2 separate regions of the Ovis aries genome follow, and region 1 is linked to region 2. Evidence: chromatin contacts called from public Hi-C data. All regions are on one chromosome and are shown on one strand. Each heading gives the region's core, a stretch centred on a gene start, on an enhancer-like site or on the middle of the called end of the contact. The rest is flanking DNA. Distances are from core to core; before and after follow the strand shown. Region 1 overlaps LOC105603846 (a long non-coding RNA gene). Region 2 holds the start of NHLRC1 (NHL repeat containing E3 ubiquitin protein ligase 1).

Evidence for each region. Hi-C and Micro-C count contacts between places; a contact is called where the count stands out from the background.
Region 1: a contact with region 2 is called in a Hi-C map of liver, with 14 times the contacts expected there. The contact joins the enhancer-like site here to the promoter of NHLRC1 in region 2. A contact is called at or near these places in 7 of 16 Hi-C or Micro-C datasets (hypothalamus, liver, muscle and 3 more).

The regions. Positions count from the first base shown.
Region 1 is chr20:39,369,367-39,374,622 of ARS-UI_Ramb_v3.0, forward strand. All of the region lies in intron 3 of LOC105603846 (a long non-coding RNA gene), which reads left to right. Among named protein-coding and RNA genes, the nearest start is that of STMND1, 36 kb to the right of the region's middle. Within about 2 kb of position 2,670, at least 3 of the 54 cell types and tissues checked have an H3K27ac peak or open chromatin away from gene starts, as enhancers often do. A contact at or near this core is called in liver, where this site is marked.
Region 2 is chr20:38,721,262-38,726,056 of ARS-UI_Ramb_v3.0, forward strand. NHLRC1 (NHL repeat containing E3 ubiquitin protein ligase 1) reads left to right here and starts at 2,820. Exons shown (of 1, transcript XM_027958731.3): 1 at 2,820-4,795. The coding sequence starts at 2,900. The coding sequence ends at 4,084.

The DNA of each region.
Region 1 (5,256 bases), core at 1,420-3,919, 650 kb after region 2:
TGTGGACCTTTGAAAAAGTTTTTACTGGATTTGTTGCCACATTGCTTCCAGTCTTTCCTTAATGTTTTGGTTTTCTGGCCAAAAGGCATGTGGGAACCCATACCCCTTGCCCTGGAAGGTGAAGTCCCAACCACTGGACCATCAGGAAAGTCTCCCAGTGCATTGCATTTTGATCCTCTGAATATCTCGATTATCTGCAGAATTCGCTAACTCATCGTAAGGATTTCAAATAAAGATAAATTATATTCTTTATTGCTTATCCTCTCTATCCCAAAGAGCTAGCACAAAAGACATGCTAAATTCACACTTGTTGCCTGAAAGACGGGAGAGTCAAGGACACTATTTAGGCAAAGGGTTGTTTGATTTTTTCCTAAAGCCTAAAAGCACTCAAAGTGAAAAAGCAGATTCATTCTTTAGATGGCAGTTGAGCTATCAGTTACCTAGCTCTGGAAACTGTTTAAGGCTGGACATTGTGGGAAATACACAAATTTCCATAATGAACATCCTTAGAATACTATACTGTCTACAGAAGGATTAATGTCACATTTTCCATTCCTTACCCAAACCTCCCAAAAAGACTTTAGCGTTTAAAATCTGATGCAAACGAGTTTGGGTGTGAATTCTCTCTCCTCTAAGCAAATATACAGCAAATAAAAAATTTTCATCTGACAAGAGAAATGGTTTAATAATACCCACCACATTTGAAATATAGGACATGTAATTTAGAGGATAGAAGCCCAAAATCTTTCCTTTTAATTCATATTAGTGCAAATATTTTAGGGCTTAAAGACAAATACACGGCCACTGGAGAAACTTAGCCTGTTCACAAAAACAAATTACAGTCATCCATTTTCAGGGCTCTAAAATATTGGCTGCTGCTGCTACTGCTGCTAAGTCGCTTCAGTCGTGTCTGACTCTGTGCAACCCCACCAGGCTCCCCCGCCCCTGGGATTCTCCAGGCAAGAACACTGGAGTGGGTTGCCATTTCCTTCTCCAAAGCATGAAAGTGAAAAGTGAAAATGAAGTCGCTCAGTCGTGTCCGACCTCAGCGACCCCATGGACTGCAGCCTTTCAGGCTCCTCCATCCATGGGATTTTCCAGGCAAGAGTATTGGAGAGGAGTGCCATTGCCTTCTCTGAAAATATTGGCTAGGCTGAAAAAATTCCAAATTTATAGATGATTCTAAGTGAAGATGTTCTTCTCTCACTGGCTGGTATTTTACAATACATGTCATCGTGTTCAGCCTTGTAGGATTTATGCCATTAGGAGTCATATCTTCAGATAAAAGCTGGATCAAGGAAAGGGGATAGTTGGAAGAGTATTTGTCGGTGAATGATTCACAGAACATGAGTTCATTTCTTCTGAGTTTCAATCTGTTTCAATAAAGACCTTGACCAAGGGCTTGGAGATCTGCCCCTGCTTGTACATACTTCAAAAGGGCAAAGTACTCTATGTCACGAGGGTTAGGTGAGACTGGCCAGCTGAGAAATATTCTGGGATTCAACCACTAATTCAATGTAGAGTAATCAGTCACTCACTCATTCAACAAGTTTTTAACAAGTAATCAATCATTCATTCACTCATTCAACAAGTTTTATTGCCTTCCAATTGCTTGCAAGGCACCCGTGTTGGCCCTAAAGATTCAGCAGTGACAAAACAGACACAAGTCTTCTCCCATATGGGTCTTACACTGTAGCTAGGGAGAGAGGAGTAATAAAATGTGTGTGTGTGTGTGTGTATGTGCACATACATGAGTGCACGTGTGTGCATAAACCGCCCCAGAATAAAGCTCGGTGCGGGCTAGAGAATTATGGGAGTGGCTAAACTGTAGTTTCATCCAGGGAAAAGCTCATTGGCTGTCCCACCTGGAGCGGGGGGAAGAGTGACCAATCAGCTGTCTCGGGGAGGAGCCTTCCAGGCAGAGGGAGCAAAATGTACAAAGATTCTGCGGTGGGATGAACGTAGAGGGACTAGCATGATTGGAGGGAATGAAGGGAAGATCCAAGAGAACAGGATGGTGAGGTGGGGGCTGGAGTCTGTTCTTACATGGCCTTGTAGACCTCTATTTTGGCTTTTACTTGGTTATGAGATGAGGACTTTGTAATGTTGAGTAGCAAAGTGATAATAAGATCTCTCCTATTTTAGAATTGTCAATCTGGCTGCTGTCTTCAGAGTCGACTGAAGGGAGAGGGGGCAGAAGCAGGGAGATGAATTAGAGGGCTATGACAACAATTCAGGTGAGAGATGGCTTTGGCTCCGACAGGGATTTAGTGTAGGTGGTGAAAAGTGATCAGACTCTGGATATAGTTTGAAAGAAGAGCTGACAGGATCTGCTAAAGGACCAGGTAGAAAACGTGAGAGAAAGAGAGAAGTCATGGATGCTGTCAGGTTTTGTTTGGGGAGGAGTGGAGAAGGGAATGGCTTTGAGAGGGAGAGAGCTCTATTTGGAACGTGTTGAGATGCTGATGGCACAGCCAAATGAAGCCTAGACTTAAGGAAGATATAAATTTGGCGATCCTCTGCATGTAGCTGGTATTTAAAGCCATCAGACAGAGTGAATGCTATTAAGGTGAGTATTGTAAAGTAATAATAATAAGCAGAAACAACAATTAAGTAGAGTTGGGAAACCTGGAGGAGGAGCTCTCTCACCCTGGGACATGCTTGACCGAGCAGGAAGAAAAAGACTCCTTTCCTGGCAAGGACTCAGCCAAAAGCTATGGACTCTTTGTTTACTACAACCCTGCCGACTTTCTTTTCCTCTTATAAAAGTCTTCCATTGCTCCGGGGCAGGGTGGTGTGGGGGCTTGCATGTGGCCTGCCATGGTTGCACACCCCAAATTTAAATTCTCTGTTGATCCCAACTTAACCCATTTTTGCTGGAGAGTCTGGTAGTCTGTTTGTTTCAGGTCAAAAGTGTGTAGCTAGAAAAGAGGACCAGTACAAAGTAAATGTTCTGAGCTCTCTAGTGGAAAAGATCCGGGGCATAAGAAAGTCAAGGAACCAAATGAAGAAGTGAAGGATGTAGGAAGGATCTTCCACAAGGACATTGAAATCATCAAGAATTAAGAGATGTGTTGGAGAATGTAATAGTGACCCAGAAGCTAAAATATTCATGAGACAGACCATCCAAAGTTTTGATTATTATACAATCAAGTAGAAGGGCTGAAAAATGCTATAAACTCCAATAGATTGTTAGTCTACAGTGGAGGTGCATATTGACTTCTATTAACTATCCTTTGGTGCCATCTGCTGGACACAGACCAAAGCAAATCACTACAGAAGGATGAACCTTTTAAAGAAAGTCCTTGTGATTAAGAAAATTTCACAGAAAATAAAAAAGTTCTTAGTGTACTGAGAGTAATTAGATAGTCACTTTGCAATTTCACCAAGCTTTGTTTCTTAAATGTCTAAGGAAAAAATAGAGACAAGGGGATGAGGGAAAAAAAGAAGTGGAAATGAGAAGGATTGTTTAATTAGTCTATGATCTGTCTTTTGGAAAATATCCACTTTAGAAATTGGGACTTATACTATCCAGTTTTGAAAGTCTCATGTGTACATGTGCTTTCCCCTCCCCAAGAGGTTAAATTTTCATAATCAGGTCCCCCATCTTACATATTGCTAGTGACATGCCTAGCCTACCACTGTATTTAGGACAGGGCCCGGCAAAGAGCAGATGCTTAATATTCAAAGACTGGAGTAAGAAGAAACAACAGTAAAGATATTTTAAACAGACTCACGGATAAGGAAAACAGGCCTAGTGGTTACCAATGGGGAGAAGGAATGAGGGAGGGGCAAGAAAGGGGTATGGGATTAAGAGATACAAACAACTCTATGTGAAATAGATAAGCAACAGGCATATATTGTAGCACAGGGAAATACAGCCATTATTTTGTAGTAACTTTAAATGGAGTAGAATCTATAAAAACAGTGAATCACTATTTTGGATACCTGAAAATAACATAGTACTGTAAGTGAACTATACTTCAGTTAAGACAAGAGTGAAGCCCGTTGTACAACAATATGAATATACTTATTACCAAATTGTGCACTAAAACATGTTAAGATGGTGCATGTTATGTGATTTTCAACGCACAAATTTAAAACTATAAAATAATCTTATTTATTATTTTTTAAAAGATTTTTTAAAATGTAGACCACTTTTAAAGTCTTTATGGAATTTGTTACAGTATTGCTTCTGTGTTATGTTTTGGTTTCTTTGCCCTGAGGTGTGTGGGATCTTCTTAGCTCCCTGGCTAGGGATCCCATACTTCCTGAGTTGGAAGACGAAGTCTTAACCATTGGACCACCAGGGAAGCCCCATCCTTGTAGTGATGGAAATAGCCTGGATCTTGATTGAATTGATGTTAATATCCTGGTTGTGGTATTGTATTATAGCACAGTTTTGTAGGATGTTACCCCTGGGAAAGTAGATAAAGGGCACATTGTATTTCGCTGTATTGTTTCTTACAATTGCAAAATAATAAGTTCAATTAAAAAAGACTATCTAATAGAATGATTTGACATTGACAATAAATTGCCTCAAGACCAGAGCATGAATAAATTAGATGTTGCTTTGTTGTAGACAGGGTTGCACTAGAGAAGTTCCTCTTTCTAGCACCTAATTGGCAGGCCCCTAGCACCTGAAGTCAAGGACTAAGGTCCAAGTGAATTTCTCTACATCAGCTGCAGCTGGTAATTGCTTGTTTGTTTGTTTGTTTTTTCTGTGTGGATTTCCCTCATTCAAGTTGTACAGATTTCAACATGTCTAGAAGGACAGAGGGATAAATGGTCCTTTCTTGGAGAATTAAACAAAATAAATGGTTCCAAGTATTCTGGACTAATCAGCAATTGCTCATTGCCATAATATTCCTCTGGAAATTGAACTTTCCTGCATTGGTAAAAATGAAAATGTTCATTTTATAGAATTTATGAGATGAAATTTAAGACTATTAAGCTGGCATTTTGGTGTTGACTGTAAAATTGTTTGCAATAACTTACTGACAAATTGAAAATAACCAAAACCTCTAACAAACAGGCATTGGTTAAATGTATGATAGCATATTTCAACTTTTAAAAAATTGCTAACTCCTTAAGCGGTTTAAAAATATATTTTTATAATTTTGAATGGCACATGAGGAAAAAAAAACCCTCATTTTAAATTTAAAATATGAAACATATTTTAGGGTCAATAGATTAAGGATTATGTCAGAAAATTTCTTAAAAATACAATAGATGAATCATGTGTGGAGATTATTA
Region 2 (4,795 bases), core at 1,570-4,069:
AATTCCTGACAGACTATGTTACCTCCTGTTTGAAGATTTTTTTTTAACATATTGTATATTCTCTATGTTTTCCATATTGATTGAAGTTGAAAGAATTTAACTTGATGTCATTTGAGGGACTTTTGTATCACTGGTTCTCAAACTTGGCTGTACGTGATAAGCTCGAAGGGAACTTTAAAAAAATCCCAGCTGCCCAAGGACTTCCCTGGTGGACCAGTGGCTGAGACTCCACACTCCCAATGCAGGGGAACTGGGCTCGATCCCTGGTGGGGAAACTAGATCCCACATGCCAGAAGTAAGACCCAGTGCAACCAAATAAAAATAAAACATCCCAGCTGCCAGACCACACCCTGGACAGATTAATCATTGGAGGATGAGACCCAGGTATTTGCCATGTGCAACCAAAATTGAAAATGACTGGGATAGTTAAGAACGTGGGCTCTGAAAACTGTCTGGCTTCAAAGCCCACCCAGCCTGGTCGCTTCCTAGCCCCGTGACCCTGGGCAAGAAACTTAACCTCTGCAAACTCTATGGCAGAAACAGGGTAATGAAAATAACACATCCTGTCAGACTGTCGTGTGGTTTAAATAAGATAACCTATGCAAACCACTTACAAGAGGGTGGGCATGCAGTAAGTTGATTATTAACTATCAGCTTTCTAATTTCATATTCATTTCTCTGGAACACATTTCCAGCCTTGGTCCTTGCCTCTGACACAAATTCACCTGTGTATTTCATGTATTGTCCTATGACAGTCACATTGTTGTGATTGTTCAGTCGCTCAGTCATGTCCAACTCTTTGCGACCCCTGTGGACTGCTGCATGCCAAGCTTCCCTGTCCTTCACTACTATCTCCCTGCGTTTGCTCAAATTCATGTCCATTAAGTTGGTGATGCCATCCAACCATCTCATCCTCTGTTGCCCCCTTCTCCTCCTGTCTTCAATCTTTCCCAGTGTCAGGGTCTTTTCCATTGAGTCGGCTCTTTGCATCAGGTGGCCAAAGTATTGGAGCTCCAGCATCAGTCCTTCCAATGAATATTCAGGACTGATTTCCTTTAGGATTGACTGGTTTGAGCTCCTTACTGTCCAAGGGACTCTAAAGACTCTTCTCCAGCACCACAGTTTGAAAGCATCAGTTCTTCAACACTCAGCCTTCGTTATGGTCCAACTCTCACATCATACATGACTACTAGAAAAACCATAGCTTTGACTATTAGGACCTTTGTTGGCAAAGTGATGTCTTACATAAATTCATTTTGCAAGTGTTCATTGAGCATCTACTTTACTACGAGAGGGTTTCCTTGGTGGCCAGTAGTAAAGAATCCACCTGCCAGTGCAAGAGTCACAAGTTTGATCCCTGGATTGGGAAGATCCCTGGGAGAAGGAAATGGCAGCCCATCCAATATTCTTGCCTAAGTAAACCCACGGACAGGAGCCTGGCAGGCTACAGTCGATGGGATTGCAAAAGAGTCGGACATGACTTAGTGACTAAACAACAACAACTACTTACTATGAGAATGATAGAAGGTCCAAAAGAAAATGTGCGCACCTGCTTCATCCACTTGGGTTTTAATTTCCCTCGTGCATCTGTGTTTTCCCGATAGTTCATAAGCGTCATGAGCTCTGAGACTAGGTTTCACACCTGGCCAGCCCGAGCCCCTAGCACCCAGTGCTGCTGACAGGAAATCAGAGGGCACTTTGCTGGGTTCCAGGGGGCAGCCTGCTTGTCCTCAATAGGTGTCCTCAAGTGTAAAGGGAAGATGCTCCATCCATGATTGGTGTGAAGATTACAGATCTGACCATGTGCTGTGGATTGTTGTTCAGTCACTCAGTCCCGTTCAACTCTCTGCAACCCCATGGACTGCTGCACGCCAGGCTCCCCGTCCATCACCAACTCCCAGAGCCTACTCAAACTCATGTCCATTGAGTCGGTGATGCCATCCAACCGTCTCATCCTCTGTCGTCCCCTTCTCCTCCCGCCTTCATCTTTCCTAGCATCAGGGTCTTTTCCAATGAGTCATCTCTTCACATTAGGTGGCCAAAGTATTGGAGCTTCAGCATCAGTCCTTCCAACGAATATTCAGGACTGATTTCCTTTAGGATGGGCTGGTTGGATCTCCTTGCAGTCCAAGGGACTCTCAAGAGTCTTCTCCAACACCACAGTTCAAAAACATCAATTCTTTGGTGCTCAGCCTTCTTTATAGCCCAACTCTCACATCTATCCATACATCACTACTGGAAAAGCCATAGCTTTGACTATATGGACCTTTGTTGGCAAAGGAATGTCTCTGCTTTTTAATAACGCTGTCTAGGCTGTGGATCAGTTTCAGTTCAGTTGCTCAGTCGTGTCCGACTCTTTGCAACCCCATGGACTGCAGCACGCCAGGCTTCCCTGTCCATCACCAACTCCCAGAGCCTACTCAAACTCATGTCCATTGAGTCAGTGATGCCATCCAACCATCTCATCCTCTGTTGTCCCCCTTTCTTCCCGCCTTCCATCTTTCCCAGCATCAGGATCTTTTCCAATGAGTCGGTTCTTCGCATCAGGTGGCCAAAGTATTGGAGTTTCAGCTTCAGCATCAGTCCTTCCAATGAGTATTCTGTGGATCAGTTCAGTTGAGTTCAGTCGGTCAGTTGTGTCCGACTCTTTGCGACCCCATGGACTGCAGCACGCAGTCTACTCTGTGGATTAGAACTTGTTAAAATCCACTGTCCGCCTCTCCGGATACAGTGCCGCGCGCGCCCACAAGGGGGCGGCAGGTCTCGGCCGAGCGGCCGGACAAAGTGGACGTCAGGCCCAGCGGCCCCGCCCCGTGGCCGTGACCCCAGGCCGCGCCGGCGCGGCGTCCTGCTCTGCAGGCAGACGGCGCGGCCGGGCGTGCGGGGCGGGGGCCGCGCGATGGGGGCCGAGGCCGCTGGGAGCGGGCCGGCGCTGCGGGAGCTGCTGCGCGAGGCGGAGACCAGCCTGCTTGAGTGCAAGGTGTGCTTCGAGCGGTTCGGCCACCGCCAGCAGCGGCGCCCACGCAACCTGTCCTGCGGCCACGTGGTCTGCCTGGCCTGCGTGGCCGCCCTGGCGCACCCGCGGACGCTGGCCCTCGAGTGCCCCTTCTGCCGGCGGGCCTGCCGGGGCTGCGACACCAGCGACTGCCTGCCGGTGCTCCACTTCCTGGAGCTCCTGGGCTCCGCGCTGCGGCCGGGCCCGGCCGCCCCGCGCGCCGCGCCCGCCGCCGCGGGGGTCCTCACCTGCCAGCACGCCTTCGGCGGCTGGGGGACCCTGGTCAACCCCACCGGGCTGGCTCTGTGTCCCAAGACGGGGCGGGTCGTGGTGGTGCACGACGGTAAGAGGCGAGTCAAGGTCTTCGACTCCGGGGGAGGCTGCGCGCATCAGTTTGGAGAGAAGGGGGACGCCGCCCAGGACCTTCGGTACCCGGTTGACGTCACGGTCACCAGCGACTGCCACGTGGTCGTCACCGACGCCGGCGACCGCTCCCTCAAAGTATTTGACTTTTTCGGCCAGATCAAACTCGTCTTGGGAGGCCACTTCTGCTTGCCGTGGGGTGTGGAGACCACCCCGCAGAATGGGGTCTTGGTCACGGACGCGGAGGCGGGGTCCCTGCACCTCCTGGAAGTCGACTTTCCCGAAGGGGTCCTCCGGAGGACCGAAAGGTTGCAGGCTCACCTGCGTCGCCCGCGGGGGGTGGCGGTGTCCTGGCTCACCGGGGCCATCGCGGTCGTCGAGCACCCGCTGGGGCCCGGCACCTGCAGCAGCACTACCGTGAAGGTGTTCAGCGCGAGCATGCAGCTCATCGGCCAGGTGGACTCCTTTGGGCTAAGCCTCTTTTTCCCTTCCAAGATCACCGCCTCCGCCGTGGCCTTCGATCATCAGGGCAACGTGGTGGTTGCCGATACTTCCAGTCCGGCTGTCCTCTGTCTAGGCAAACCCGAGGAGTTTCCAGTGCTGAAGCCCATCGTCACCCACGGTCTTTCGCATCCCGTGGCGCTGACCTTCACTAAGGAGAGTTCTCTTCTTGTGCTGGACAGCGCGGCCCATTCTGTAAAAGTCTACAAGGTTGACTGGGGGTGATGGGGCGTGGTGGGGGTCCTGGGACCTGCTCCAGAAGCCCCGGAGCCGCCCCTGTTGAGCCCCGGATCAACAACTTAATCTTATCTATTCAACAGAGATGACTGTAACTGCCTGGTAGACTTAACAAAGGTAGGGGCCATTATTAAAGAATAATAATGAAATCTACCATTGATGGATTATGTACTCCTAGTGCTAAGAAATCTGTGAATATTCGCCCCTTCAATCCTTTCAGTGGCCCAGTGGTAATTTCTATTATGTATCTCATTTTAAGGAGAAAACTAAGACCCAGAGAGGCTAAAGAGATTTACCCAAGGTCACATTTACTTACTCGGACAGTCACAAATGGAACTCAGTTCTGACTCCAAAACCCCTTGCTCTTAAATAAGACAACAGATGTGGAAAAATATATATGAGTGTATATTGTTGCTACATGTACTCTATTTACAAGTAGCTATTTACTTAGAGGCACAGAGAAAGGAGACTTCATAGAGTTCAAGAGAAAAAGGATTTTGTGGTGGCCGTCAGTTTAGTTCAACATACAGTTCCTTTGATGGCTCTTTAGATGAGGTTACTGTGGATCCTGAGTTACTTGAAAAGCAAAAGCAATCAACTTTGCTCATTCAAAAGGTCAACACTTCTCTTAGTGCCTATAACTCCTCTGCCATAGGCACTTGGGAAATACTACTTGGTTGGTTGAGAAAGGTTTGTGGT